4 separate regions of the Sus scrofa genome follow, and regions 1, 2 and 3 are each linked to region 4. The links are chromatin contacts, called in public Hi-C and HiChIP or PLAC-seq maps. All regions are on one chromosome and are shown on one strand. The core of a region is the stretch at or near the end of the contact, and the rest is flanking DNA. Distances in the headings are between cores, read along the strand shown. Region 1 holds the start of MTFR1L (mitochondrial fission regulator 1-like). Region 2 overlaps PAFAH2 (platelet-activating factor acetylhydrolase 2, cytoplasmic). Region 3 holds the start of EXTL1 (exostosin-like 1). Region 4 holds the start of STMN1 (stathmin 1).

Region 1 (3,315 bases), core at 50-2,549, 95 kb after region 4:
CATCTTTCTAGAACTCCTGGCTAATCATGTTCCTGTCATGCTTAAAACCCACTGTGCTTGCTAGAGCCAAGAGGATAACATCTAGACTCCTCAGCATGGCTTGCAGGGCCTCGGCAGTCAGGCCCAACCTCATCTTCACCCTTCTCTGTCCTGTCTACCCACTCACCGCATTCATCCTCCAGGGCCTGTCCACTCTGGCCCCCGCACACTTCATAGCCACACCTGCTTTCCCCTTGCCCTCCAACCACACTGGCCCTTCAGCCCTTCGATGGTCTTGTCTACACTATTCCCTCTGCTTCAAACACCAACACCCTCTTCACCAAGTTCATCCTTAATCATTCTTGGAGCTCAGCTCAAGCATCGCCTCCCCTTCCCTGACAGTCACCCCGAGGCACCCTGCGTTTCCTTTGGGGTCCTTCAGCAGTATCTAGGTAACGGTGTGCCGTGAAGTTTGCCCCAAGGGCGACGACTTCCCAGCAGGGCACAGCGCCTGCTCCATACACGGTAGGCACTTGAGCATTTCATTTGTCCAATCGAGAAACGGACGAGAACGCCGAGTTCAACCCTCCACCCCACCCCAAGTGCCCGGCTAGAAGACCCCCCAGCTTGCTGGCCGCGCTGGCCGCGCTGGCCGGCTCCGACCACTTCTGCGCCCCCACAGCCCCTTCCGAGGCTGCCGTCCCAGTGTTTACACACGGCCTCCCGCAGGAGCCGCAGCGCCTCCCGAGCGGGGCCTGGTCCCATCATCCCCGGTCTCCGCCGCGCCGACACTCTGCGCGACCCCAGGGACCTCGCCCGGGACACGCCTCCCCTCCCCCGCAACAGCCCGACCCGACAAGGCCAAGGTCGGCCAAGTTCTTGCCGCAGCTCCGGCGGCCCTTGGACCCACAGGCCCGGGGCCGGGTCCCGGCAGGAGCGAGGGGGCGTCCGAAACGAGCAGCCTCTGGCGCATCTGGGTGACTCCGGCGAGCAACTGCCTCCGGGGACTCCGTTTCCCCCCTGCCGAGTGAGGTGGACAACAGTGGCTGCCGCGAGAACCGGCGCGGGCACCGGAGCCGCGGGCACCGAACGCACAGCGCCTGGCATTCATTAGGCTGCGCGACGGCCGGACCCGGAAAGCCGCGCTTCCACTCTGGGGCGGCACTCGCACCTAGTCTCACCTCAGCCTCCGGCTCAGGACTCTCACCTCACGGCCCCTCCTACCGTAGCGGGCCGCCCAGCCTCTACCACCCTCACTTCCGCTGACCCGCCCCCCGGAAGCGATCCCTTGCAGCTGCGCACCGAGCCGCGGCCCCGCGCGCCCTGGGCAGGCCAGCCGCGGAGGGCGGGGCGGCGGCACGTGCCGATCCCGAGGGCGGAGACAAGCCCCGAGGCCACGCCCCCTGCCGTCCGAGCCTTGGGGAAAGTTGATCCCCGAGGTCCGCCCAGTCGCATCTCCCGCTGGTCTCGGCCTCCTTTCCCTCCTTACCACTCTCCACGCTTAGTCCGGCTCCAACCTCTGGAAAGGGCCTGTGTTGCTGCTTGGCCCCCACATTGATCGGTGTTTGCTCTTCCCAACTGTAGTGCAAACTTCAGAATCCTCCCTCTGGCATCCAAGGCCCCAGATTTAGTGCTTGCTTTGCCCCATCTCGCCCTGGTGGCTTCACAGTTCATACTTCCCAGCCAAGACCCTCTACAGTCTTCTCTGCGGCAAGAATGGGCCTTTCTTCCTCTGACTCTGCTCTCCAGGGCTTTGTAGCTTTCTTCTATTTTAGCAGTTAGGTATATCACAAAGACACACACAGGTATACTCAGTGAGTTGGATGATCAGATGGCTAGACTGGCAAGACACCAGATGCTTTGGGAAAGAGACTCACATTCCTTCCAGACTCACTCACCCACTCCCTCTTTGTGCTCAAAGCCTCAGAGTCCTGGTCTCCATGACATCCAGGCCTGGGTCACATGTCCTCATCTGACCTCAACACGTGGCTGTGCTTGGCTTCCAGGCTATAGTTCTTTGGTTGCAAGTCCTAGCTGCCAGAGACAGACTGGCTTCTTGGGGAGAGAAGCTGTGCATTCACACAGGCCTCACGCTCAGACTAATTGGTGCCTGCTGTTGCCCTCTTGAAATTAACAACAATTTTTTTTTTTTTTCAACAAAGGCCCTGCGTTTTCATTTTGCACTGATCCTGTAAACTCTGTAGCTGGCCGTGGTCAGAGACGGTGTCCACCCTGATCCCACCATATTTTAAATGATGAAATTTGGCTTCCATTTCCAACCCTCTTTCCAGGATGACAAACATGCTTTAACCATTACTTTCCTGTCCTGGGCAATGGCAGATCTTGCGAATTCGCTCTAGTTGCCTTTCCTTGGTGTGACAGATGCTATCTTGGTTCTTCATGAAGATCCCTTTTACCCAACCAGTGAATCATCCCCCAGCAACTCTACTGGCTGCTCACAGCTGCCCCATTTTCCAGAAAATTGCCCTTGCAGGAGGGAGAATGGAAGCCCTAACCTGGGAAGTTACTCTACCCCATAAGCCAATGACTACTAAAGGGTACAAGAGGCCAGTTTGGATGGCAGTGTGGGTTATGCTCCAGAGCCCTGCACCAGCAATCTGGCCAAGACTTGGCTCTGAGACTCGATCTCTGCTCAAGGGTTTTCCTTTTCCCATTCTACTCCAATCCTTCTTTTACAAGTTTCTCTTAATGGTCCCACCCTCAAATAAGAATTACCCTCAAAAAAGAATTAGCTAATGCCTGTCTCAGGCTCTAATTCTAACATGATGGCTTTAACTTCAGAATCTTTCTCAACACAGAGCATCAGTTTCTAAAAATAATTAAGTTGTACTATGAAGCCTATAACAATTTTTTTTCCTATTTATTTTATGGCCACACCTGGGGCAAATGAAAATTTCTGGGCCATAGATCAAATCCCAGCCCCATCTGTGACCTATGCTATATAGCCTGGGCAATGCCAGATCCCTTAATTCACTGCACCGGCCGGGGATCAAACTCAAACCTCTGTGGTTGGATTCTTGACCTACAGCTTAACTACATGGGGGATTTCTTACAAACTTATTTTGAGCAAGTCACTTAAGCCTTCTAGTGACAAATAAGACAGCAGAAGGTAGTCCAGCCATGCTCCCTTGCCCATCTGCCAAGCCAATCCCAGCAAAGGAGTGGGACCAAGGACAGAACTGAACATCCAGGTCAAAGAAAAGGCACTTAGAACCACTCCAATCTCTCCAGTTGTATTGTAGGACATGTTGGGGACAGGGGAGGGAAGTGGCAGAAGGGTAACAGGCGGACAGCTGGGAGCCCTTCCCCACCATG
Region 2 (3,645 bases), core at 324-2,823, 68 kb before region 4:
GAAACTGATTTGTCACATACCTGCACTCATGTAATATGATGTATGTATAAAGTTAATTCATCCTCGTTTGTAATAACAAGAGATTGATAGTATCCCAGATGTTCACCTCTAAGTGACCACAGCTGGTTTAATGGGCTATGGAACAATAGATGTATTTGTTTGGGTAATATTAATTGCTATAACACATAAGCCCCCAATCTCAGTGGCTCAACAAAGGGAAATTCACTTCTTTCCCACGTGAAGCCCCAAACGGGTGCTGCTATGTCAGGACTGACATAGGGATCCAGGCTTCCTTTATCTAAGTGCTCTACCCTCTTCCATTTGTGAAACCCTACTTCCCCATGTCCATTAAGCCAGGAATGGGAAAGGACATGGAGGTTTATATGGAAGGAACAGTTTTTATAGATCAGGTCTGGAAATGGAAATAATCACTTTCACCCACATTCTATCGCAAGACCACCATCTCTCACATCCAGTCACAAGGCCACATCTAAGTGCTGGGAAATAGAGTCTCACTGTGTGTCCAGGAAGAAGAGGGACCGATTTGGTGATCCTAGCTGTCTGTACTCTGGTGAAATACAACGTATCTGTAAAAAAAGGACAAGGAAGCTCTTTATGTACTAATATTATTATGCAAAAAAGTAAGATAACAGTATCACTTGTGTAAAGGGGGGGAAGTATATATTCATGTTTACCCGTGTAGGTGTAGATAAGCTGTGCAGACACAGAAAACGCACCAGTTTGTGAGTAGGGGGTGGGCAACTGTGTGGAAAGGGGGTAGGGTTAGGGGGAGACTTCCCTATATACTCCTGATTTAGTTTAATTGAATTGAATGTTATTTTATTTTTTGTCTTTTTAGGACCACACCCATGACATATGGAAGTTCCCAGGGTAGGGGTCAAGTTGGAGCTGCAGCTGCTGGCCTATGCCACAGCCACAGCAAGGTGGGATCCGAGCCACATCTGAGACCTAAGCTGCAGCTCGTGGTGATGCTTGATACTTAACCCACTGAGAAAGATCAGGGATCAAACCCGCATCCTCATGGATACTAGTTGGGTTCATTATTGCTGAGTCACAGCAGGAACTCCCAATTTTTAAAAACTTATTTTTTCTCTTTTTATGGCTGCACCTATAGTTCCTGGGCCAGGGTTTGAATCAGAGCTATAGCTGTGGCAATGCTGGATCCTTTAACCCACTACGCCAGGCCAGGGATTGAACCCATGCCTTCGCAGGGAACTGAGCCACTGCAGTTGGGTTCCTAACCCACTGTACCATGGTGGAAACTCCTATATACTCCTGATTTTAGAGATATGTGAGTGTATTAATTTATTAAAAAAGCCAAAGAGGCCTCAACCAATCTGAAGGTACTGAGCAAAGGGGGAGAATTTAGATACAGAACCTCAGAAAAAAAGTTGGGAAGACCACTCGTTCAGGGCAGAGTCTGGGCAGCAAAGCCTAAAGAGATTTCCCGAGCCCCTTGGCTGGCAGCTGCAGCAGCTTTTTATGTAACCATGTCCTAAAGGCTTCTGGGATCAACCAGAAATAGATTCTTGCTGAGCATTTTAGAGCGAGGAGGCTCACTCTGCTGGGTTAAAGTCAGGACAGATATCAACAGAGGTAGAACCTGAGTTGGTTTGGGTACAAACAGTCCTTGCTTCAGAGCAAAATGGACAGGCAACAGGAGCTCCCTGGCTCTGTCCTTGACTTGGTGCACGTGTCATCCCTCCTGCTGGACTGGTTGTAAGGCAGGATCTAGAGGATTGAGAAAATTCCTATTCTTAACGTGCTCTGCTACTGATAGTCACATAATTTCTGTCTATTCACTTATTCATGGATATTTGAATACCTACATAACACTGTATTATATCTACCAGGTATTATGTATGGGACAAGAGTATAAAAATAAAGATGAGATTCTGATTTTCAGAATTCCTGCCTACAGAAGGCTGTTCAGTACAGGGGTGGCCTCACCAGCTGCTCTCCAGTGGGCAGAGGCGCTTAGTGACGTGGTTTTGGAGGCCTCACCCACTGGATTGTGCCTCTGCACCATTGTCTCCTTGTTTCTTCCTCTTGCCCATGAAGCGCTCCTAAAAAAGCACCCCTGACTTGGGCTTTCTGACTTGGCTTCCCTCAGGGCAGCATCGACATGAGCCGCGTGGCTATAATGGGACATTCATTTGGAGGGGCCACAGCTGTCCTGGCTTTAGCCAAGGAGACCCAGTTTCGGTGAGTTTCCCAGTGATGCTGCTGTTAGCATGTATGTTAATACCATTCATCCATTCAGCAAGTACTATGTACAAAGCACTGTTGCGGGGGCTGAGGATTCAGTGCGGAAGAAGAAACCAAGGTCTCTGGCTTCACAGAATTGTTATCGTGGGAGGAGACAGACTAATAAAGAAACTAACAAATAATGAAATCCCCAGCACCCAGGTGCAATGAAGAATACAAAATAATGTGATAAGCTAGAGTATCTGGAAGCTTCTTTGAGAAAGTAACATAAGCTAAGACTCAAAGGCAAAGAAGCCAATCACACAAAGTTCTAGGAGAAGATCATTCTAGGCCCTGAGGTGGAGGGAAGCTTGCCGTGTCAGTGTGAGAAGAGCAAGCAGCGGCCAGATCATGGGGCCTTTTGGCCAGAGTAAGGAAGTTAGATTTTTGTTCTAAATATGAAGGAAAACCATTGAAAGATTTTAAGTATATTATATACACATATAATATATATATATTTTTCTTTCTTTTTTAAGGCTGTACCTGTGGCATATGGAAGTTCCCAGCTAGGGGTTGAATCAGAGCTACAGCTGCATGCCTATGCCACAGCAATGCCAGATCCAAGCCACATCTGCCACCTACACCACAGCTCATGGCAACGCCAGATCTTTAACCCACTGAGCGAGGCCAGGGATGGAACCTGCATTCTCATGGATACTAGTCAGATTCTTGCCGCTGCACCAGAACAGGAACTCCCTTTTTTATATTTAAAAACCAGTATGTGAAGAGTGGGTTGTAACAGGATGCAAATGGAAACAAGGAAGCCAGTTAGAAGGAGGCTCTTTCAGAGTCAGGGCGAGAGATGATGAATTTGCACTAGGATGGAGATAGTGGGATGGAGAGAAGTGAAGGGAGTCAGGATAGTTTCTAGAATTTTCAGGACTTAATGATGCATGAGATAAAGGAAAGAGAGAAATCAAGGTTTTTCACGTGTGTAGCCATCATTTGAGTGGAAGACGATTGTCCTCTGTTGAGATGGAGGAGACTGCAGGAGCTCTGGTATCAGAGCTTATGGCTTGACAAACTGGCCATGACTTTGAGTCATGGCACCAAGGAGGTTTTCGCTGACCTCCCTGCCATGTGCTGTCTTGACTGACATAGCACCATGTGCAGTCAGGGCACTAAGCTATGTTTTGTTTTTTTTTTTATTTTTTTATTTTTTTTTTAAATTTTTTTTGTCTTCTTGCTATTTCTTTGGGCTGCTCCTGCGGCATATGGAGGTTCCCAGGCTAGGAGTCAATCGGAGCTGTAGCCACTGGCCTACGCCAGAGCCACAGCAACGCGGGATCTGAGCCGTGTCTGCAACCTACACCACAGCTCACGGCAACACCAGATCCTTAACCCACTGAGCAAGGGCAGGGACCGAACCCGCAACCT
Region 3 (3,719 bases), core at 519-3,018, 100 kb before region 4:
CACCCATCTCAATCCTGCCCTCCACCCTGGCCCCCGGGCTCACTCCCAACACATACCCTTCCCATCCAGCCCCCAAGGGGAAAGATCCACTTACTGCTTGGGTCCATGGTCCTGCTCACAGTGCCCATCCCAGGGGCAGGCAGAGGAGTTGGTGCCTGCTGTGTGCCACCCGCCCTCTCCTCTGCCAGGGCTAGCAGGGCCATCCCAGGGTGCGGGCTGTGCTGTCGCAGCTGGCCAGGCGCCCCACCTCGCAACGGGTGGGCTTCAGGGAGAAGCGGGAGGGCCACATCAAAGCCAGCCCGGAAGGTGTCCACTGTGGGTCTGGCCTGGGCCACCATCGCCTGTCCCAGCTGGAAGGGCCGGGGGCACGGGGCTGGGTGGAGACCGAGGACCAGGTGATTCCTGCCCCCGTCCCATTGCAGGGGCACCGGGGTGCACTGTCCAGCAGGGGTGTCTGGGCTGAGGAGGAGGAGGAGGCAGGCCTCGGCAGCACTGAAGGTGTGGTAGCGGGAGCCCTCGATGGAAGCCAGGATCCTGCGGTGAGTCTCTGAGACGGGTCCAGTCGCTGGGTACACGAACACCTTGAGGCCACCCCCTCTGCACTTTGAGGCGTCAAAGCAAGCTTCCCAGGTGCAGCTGCCTCCACCGGGGGCTCGAGGAGGTTGAGGGCCATCTTCCGGGAATTCCGCAGGTTGGGAGAAACTCTGCAGGAGCTCGGCGTCCAGCCAGCGGGGCCAGCCTTGGGAGGTCCCTGCCCGGGGTCTGGAGGGTACTGCCAGGCGGAGAAGGGGGAAGACTCCCAGCAGGACGAGGAGCCAGGAGGCAGACATTGCCAGCCAGAGGGACTTCCTTCTCCATGACTGCATGTGGCCACCCACAGCCAGGGCTGCGGGAAGCAGAGGAGCAGGGGACAGAGGGCGCGTCTCTAGGACTGGGATCAACCTTCTAGGTACAGTGCCCTCATGGTACAGGTGGGTACAGAAGGCCCGTTGAGGGCAGGCTCCCTGTGTAAGGTCTAACAGCAAGTCTCAGGCCAGGCACCAGGAGGCCAGGTGGGACCAGCTCTCCAGCCCTGCCTCCCTGTGGTCAGCGCTCGGCTTCCTCGGACTTTGGACAAGCCAAACCTTCCCCCCCAGCAGGGCCCCTGCCCCGAGGGCTGCTCAGGCTGATGCAACCCCTGTCCAGACTGCAAGGTAGTGTCCTTCTGCCCTCCTGGCTGCACCCCCTGACCTTGGCCTGGACAGAGAGAAGGGCCGTCTGCCAGGCCATGGGGGACCCGTCAGGGCTCCCACAGGAGGTGGCTTGGAAAGGGTGCAGGGCTGGATGGAAGCAGGGCTGGTTTCCCCAATCCTCCTGCTGGAGCAGCCCCTGAGCAGCCCTGATCACCCCTGTGCCCACTGGCAGGCACTCCTGGGCTTTGGGTCCTGTGGCTGAAGCTAAAATTAGACCCTACAGCCCATGTGGGCTCTCAGGGTCAGCTGAGGTCAAGGCCTGAGTGCAGCCGGTGCCCCCCCCCCACCCCGCGCCACCTAGGGGGCCAGGAGGGCTCTGGGTTCTGGTTCTCTCCTACCCTGCCCCTTTCCCGGCTCAGGCAGCTGGGCTCCTCCTCCCCCCACCTCTAGCAGCGGGTCCTGCACCCTCTGGTTTGGAGCTATCTGGGTGCAGAGGCCAGGTACCCCACGCCAAGCCCCTGCTTCTTGACACCCAAACCCTGCTGGTGTCTTGCCTCCCGGCTCAAGACAGCATCTGTCAGGTCTAGATCTCTTTCCCAGCAGCAGCCTGGCTCCACCCCTGCCAGCTCTGATTGGCTCGTGGCTGGGAGGCAGGGTCTCCACTTAACCCTTTCCAAACCAGTCTTCTGGATTGCTAATAATAAGAACCAGCAGTGCCCACACCTCACAGTTGGTCTTGAGCTATCGCAGCCTCAGTCTCTGAATTCTCACATCAATCTTCCAAGCCCAAAGATCATCGTTCTTGTTTCCTACAGGTGAGAAAGGTATAGTGAGAGAGGGAATGGTCTCTTCCTAAGGTGACCCAGCTAAGGAGTGAGGGAGGATTTGAACCCTGAGCTCCTGACCCAAATCCTTAGAGCTCCCTGCTGGTTAGCCCAGCTCGGGGATTCACTCTTGGCTGGGAGGCAGACCCTCCACTTAACCCGTTCCACCAACAGATGAGATTCGTGAGGTGTCAAGTGGCCTGAGGGTGGGGTGGGATTGGGTAAGGTGCTCCCAACTATTTCCAGGATGGGTCCCTCTTCCTTTGCCTCTCCGCCTCCACCACCTCATCCAGCTCCAGCCCCTGCTTTTTCAGGGCCATTCCTGGCACCTGGCATTCAGGTATATGGGGCAGCCCTTGCCTGGAGCTCTGGAGAAAAGGTCTGTGGGATGGGATCCTTGCTCCAGTTCGCATGGGAAGTTCTTCCTGAGCATGAGCTAACTCTCCATTCGTCCACACCCGTTGAGGGTCCCCTGCTTGGTTCCTGGGCCTGTGCTCTATGAAGGGAGTCAGGAGCGGGTGAGGTCACCCACTGAAGAGTCACTGGAGTGGTGAGAGAGACTCAGACTCTGGCTGCAGGAGCCTCAGTCTGATGAGGGCGGCCACAGGGCAGACCTGGAGTGGACTCTGCTTCTGTCCCTTTCTGGCTGGATGATGTTGGGTGTCCGTCCCCTCTTCTCTAGGAAGGGAATGATATATCCACCATGAGGTAGTGGCCCAGTTAGAGCTAGGCCTGCCCCATGCGGCTCCTTCCGCAAGAGCCTCCTGCCCTCCTGCCTTGCCCTGATAGGGACCCCCCTCGGGAATGTTGTGCCCTCGGTAGGCAGCCAGTCTGGGGTGGGGCATAGTCCGTACACCAAGAATTCCTCAAAATGGCCAACAGCAGGGGGGTCTGGCCTCTTGGCACCGCAGGGTCAGGTACTAAGTGAGAGACTGACCTCCCTGCACGCACCAGGTTCTCTCCCGTCAAGAGGGGCCTTTGCATAGGTTCCTCCCGCCTCTCTCCTTCCTTCCTCCACGAACCCCTCCTCAGCCCACAGTACTCAGCCGAAGCCTCCCTTCCTCCAGGAAGTTCCCCTGACTCTCCTCCAGCTGGGTTAGGACCCCCTTCTGGGCCATTTCTTCCATTTCTTCATCCTCTGTGCCTCTGTTCATTCACTCTTTCACCCAGCAAATAAATACTTAATGGGTTACTAATATGGGCCAGGTTTGTGCCAGGCACTGGGGGTTGAAGAACAGTGATAGCTAACATTCATATCACCCTTGGGATGTGCCAGTGCCTTGGCTCATTTAATCCTCTCCTATGGGGGCTTTGAGGGAGATACTATCATTATCCCCATTTTCCAGATGAGGAAATGGAGGCCCCCGGGGAGTTTAAGAAACTTGATTATATTCCCGAGTTACCTTGGGACTCCCAATCCAGGCCGTCCATTCCTTTAACCTGTGCACCTGCACCATTCTACCTCCTGAGAGAGACAGATGTGGTCCCCCCCACCCCCCAAGTTCATTGTCCCAGGGAAAGAAAGACCAGTAACCTGGCAGTTACAGGGCGAGGGAAGGGGGCTGTGGCAAGTGCTCAGAGGGGCCCAGAAATGGCATCTCTGGCAGTGACAGGTGTGGCTGCCTGTGTGGGGACAGACAGGAAATGGCGGGAGTGGAGGCCCACGAGTCACTCTTTCACTCATTCCCCACCTCCTTCACGAGCTCTTACTGTGGGCCAGGCA
Region 4 (3,311 bases), core at 556-3,055:
GGCCGGCACGTGCTGCCGCTTTCAGCCAATGCTGATCCCTGCGAGGAGGTCACGTGCCGCTGCTTGGCGCTTTTGTGCGCGCCCGGGTCTGTTGGTGCTCAGAGTGTGGCCAGGCGGCTCGGACCGAGCAGGTGGGTGCAGGGCTCTAGCAGGAGGCGGTGGCGGGCTGCGGGCTGCGAGAGGGTGGCGGCCGGCGGGAGGGGCCGGGCCTTGGCAGCGGCCCCCTGCTGGAGGGCGGCGGGCGGGGCCGTGAGCCCCGGAGGGTCTGGCGGGCGGGGGTCGTAGCGCTTTGTGTGTGGCTCGGGCGGAGCCTCGGCTTTGTCCCCGCTCCCTGGGGGCGCGGCTGTCGTGGGGAAGGGGCGCGGCCAGCTGAACGAGCCCCTAGCGTTAGCCCCAGGGTACCATCTAGAAGACAATAGGGGGCGTAGGCTCTCGCCTTGCAGGTGCAGCCCCGCTGGGGTCCCCATTGTCTGAAGGGGGCGGGGCGGCGCCCCCAGGGAGCAGCGGCCTTAGGGCCAGACTCTGGGCGACCAGGGCCGCGCCCTCGCCGACTGACTGTGGGGCTGTTCCAAGAGGGTGACACCCCACGAGAGCTCTCCATTCTCGCGGCGGGGGGCGCAGACAGCTTGGGTGGCGGCAGGTTGGTTGGAAGCAAAGGAAAGAGGCGGCGAGCCGACGGCAGGACTACCCCACTGCCTTTTCCCGGGGACTGCTCCACCCGCCGAGCTGCACCCGGGATGGGGGCCACCTCAAGGTGTTTTTGGCGGGAGTAGGGAAGGGGGGCGTCTGCGCAGGGCGAGCCCGGGAAGGGCGGAGTTACCCGGATAGGACCGTTAGCCCCGCCCATCCCTCCCCTTCCCACGCGCGCGGGCTCGGGTGTTGTGAGTTCGGGGAGATTCGAAAAGGCGCGGGGAGGAAGGGGGCGGGGCCAGGGGCTGGTGTGCAGGGTGTGCTTTGATTGGCCGGGGGCGGCTGGCCGCTTTTCCTCTCCTGGACCAGGGCCACGCCCATCCTGGGGTTGATGTTGAGTCTAATGCTCCGCCGGGGTTAGATCGTTTCGCTGCTTCGGATTTTAAATTCCAGCTGCTGAGAACCTGTATTCCTACGTTTTTGGTACTAGCTTGGGGTTTACAAGATTCATGACCTAAAAAAAAATGAAGGGATGTAGAATTTTTCATGAGAAAATTCTACACAAACCATCAAATATTGTAATCTAAAACCTTGAGGTTCATAAAATTAGTGTTACCCGCTGTAGGACGAGGAGCTTAAACCGCAGGAACAATAGGCGTTCGACATTATTGGTTAATATTAGCTTGGGCGTTTTGTTTTACACCATGGCAGACACAGACAAAGCAGGGGTGGGTGTTCCATTTGCACAATGAGTTGTAGGCAGTGTTAAGATGGCTCCGGTCTCACTGTTGAGTTGAATCTGGAATATCTTCTCGCCAGGGAGGAAAGTTTAGAGTTTATTAGGGGAAGAAAAATCTTGTGATTTAAACCTTGTCTAGTTTTAAGAATCGAAGTGTGTTTTGTACAGGCAAGCTCAGTTAACTTGATCTTCTGCAACCAGCATTCTATTCAATTCAGGTTTCCCAGTGTTTGAGTATTTTATAGATAAAATTTTCTGGCTAATGATGTCTTATTTAATTTCACAGTAGTAATTTTTCTGGCCTTAATTTGTATGGATATGATTTGAAGTCCCTTTGAATTCATGACATAGAAATGCAAAAAATTTGATTGCGTGCTTTTGAAAATCATTTTCAGGGTTTTCCTTGCCAGTGGATTGTGTAGAATACACTGCCAGTCTCTTGTCTTCTATTCACCATGGCTTCTTCTGGTAGGTAATCTATTTGAAAAAGCTGAATTTGCCACGGGCTTCTAATTTGAGAATAGGAGATGGCTCAGGTCTTATGCCTTTAATTTGGCACTAGTGTTGTGGTCTTACTAAGAAATCTGTTTTATAAAGAAGAAAAAATTATTGTCACTTGAATGTACTGACAGCTCATAATTAATTGTTTCATTATTAGATGATTTGACTTGGCCTAAAGCATAATGTGGAGTTCTGCACAACTTTTTTTTGTTTGAGAAAATGATTGTCAAATACTGATGTCTCAGAATGGTGTTTATTAGCCCAAAAATGTTGAGCTTTGTTTTTCTGGGAGGTGTTTAGATAATTTCTTCCAATAAACACAGCTGCTTCATCAGCCCTAATTCTGTTCAGTAAATTGATTTGGTTTTTAGAAAATAGAACAGCCTATTAGAACAGGAAAACTATTTTTCTGAGTGTGTTATAAATATGATATAAAAATCATAAAATCCAGATATCCAGGTGAAGGAGCTGGAGAAGCGTGCCTCAGGCCAGGCTTTTGAGCTGATTCTCAGCCCTCGATCAAAAGAATCCGTCCCAGAATTCCCCCTTTCCCCTCCAAAGAAGAAGGATCTTTCCCTGGAGGAAATTCAGAAGAAATTAGAAGCTGCAGAAGAAAGACGCAAGGTAAACATCAGTTCACAGAAAGCAGGGTATTTTTTTAATGTAATGTGGCAAATCTGTTTTATTTCCATAACAAGAGGAAAACAGAATTGTGGCTAGATATGCCAGTGGGAGGAATAAATACCAGTTATCATTTACTGGGCTCCTGTTACACGTACCCTCTCCTGTACTCTCATTGTCCTCCTTTTCTGCAGTGACGCTGGAGAGTAGGTGTGCTCTGAAAGACCAGATTAGAAAATGGTCTTGGGAATGTAAGTCATTTTCCCAAGTCATATAGCTAGTGAGTGTCGGAGCCAGAATTCACACCCAGGTCTGTCTGAAACCAAAGTTCATGCTTCTCATGCTTTCTCTTTGAAAAATAGATTTGTTGGTGGAAGATTCTTTTTTTCTTTTTGTCTCTATGTTTTGGGGTTTTGATATGTTTTTTGGGTTCGTGTGTGTGTGTGGTTTTTTATTTTGTTTTGTCTTTTGAGACCTGGACAATAAAAACATTTTAAATTGCTAGTAATGTGATTGTGTTGCTCAGCTGGCTCACTGATATCGTGACAGCTCTTTTCCTTTTTTTTTTTTTTTTAGGGCCGAACTCGTGGCATATGGAATTTCCCACGCTAGGGGTTGAATTGGAGCTACAGCTGCCAGCCTACGCCACAGCCACAGCAATGTGGGATCTGAGCCGTGTCTGCGACCTATACCACAGCTCACAGCCGGATCCTTAACTCCCTGAGCGAGGCCAGGCATTGAACCCGCATCCTCATGGATGCTAGTCGGGTTCGTTACCCGCTAAGCACAATGGGAACTGCTAGCTCTTCTCTTTTCTAAG

Evidence for each region. A called contact is a pair of places that touch in the nucleus more often than the background predicts. HiChIP or PLAC-seq counts read pairs in DNA pulled down with a chosen protein or histone mark.
Region 1: a contact with region 4 is called in a Hi-C map of heart right ventricle, with 4 times the contacts expected there. The contact joins the promoter of MTFR1L here to the promoter of STMN1 in region 4. A contact is called at or near these places in 1 of 5 promoter capture datasets (liver) and 2 of 47 Hi-C or Micro-C datasets (heart right ventricle and liver).
Region 2: a contact with region 4 is called in a Hi-C map of skeletal muscle, with 2.5 times the contacts expected there. The contact joins the enhancer-like site here to the promoter of STMN1 in region 4. A contact is called at or near these places in 4 of 47 Hi-C or Micro-C datasets (embryonic fibroblasts, fetal skeletal muscle, liver and 1 more) and 2 of 2 datasets of contacts at active chromatin or transcription factors (alveolar macrophages and skeletal muscle).
Region 3: an H3K27ac HiChIP or PLAC-seq map of skeletal muscle shows a contact between it and region 4. The contact joins the promoter of EXTL1 here to the promoter of STMN1 in region 4. A contact is called at or near these places in 1 of 5 promoter capture datasets (liver), 10 of 47 Hi-C or Micro-C datasets (embryonic fibroblasts, liver, mesenteric adipose tissue and 4 more) and 1 of 2 datasets of contacts at active chromatin or transcription factors (skeletal muscle).

The regions. Positions count from the first base shown.
Region 1 is chr6:83,263,335-83,266,649 of Sscrofa11.1, reverse strand. It overlaps MTFR1L (mitochondrial fission regulator 1-like), which reads right to left and starts at 1,299. Exons shown (of 7, transcript XM_021095596.1): 1 at 1,161-1,299.
Region 2 is chr6:83,426,454-83,430,098 of Sscrofa11.1, reverse strand. It overlaps PAFAH2 (platelet-activating factor acetylhydrolase 2, cytoplasmic), which reads left to right. Exons shown (of 11, transcript XM_005665126.3): 8 at 2,135-2,226. Among named protein-coding and RNA genes, the nearest start is that of PAFAH2, 19 kb to the left of the region's middle. Within about 2 kb of position 1,573, at least 1 of the 83 cell types and tissues checked has an H3K27ac peak or open chromatin away from gene starts, as enhancers often do. A contact at or near this core is called in skeletal muscle, where this site is marked.
Region 3 is chr6:83,459,470-83,463,188 of Sscrofa11.1, reverse strand. It overlaps EXTL1 (exostosin-like 1), which reads right to left and starts at 1,768. Exons shown (of 12, transcript XM_003356212.4): 1 at 179-1,768; 2 at 95-176. The coding sequence starts at 866.
Region 4 is chr6:83,358,829-83,362,139 of Sscrofa11.1, reverse strand. STMN1 (stathmin 1) reads left to right here and starts at 1,805. Exons shown (of 4, transcript NM_001009582.1): 1 at 1,805-1,837; 2 at 2,322-2,494. The coding sequence starts at 1,825.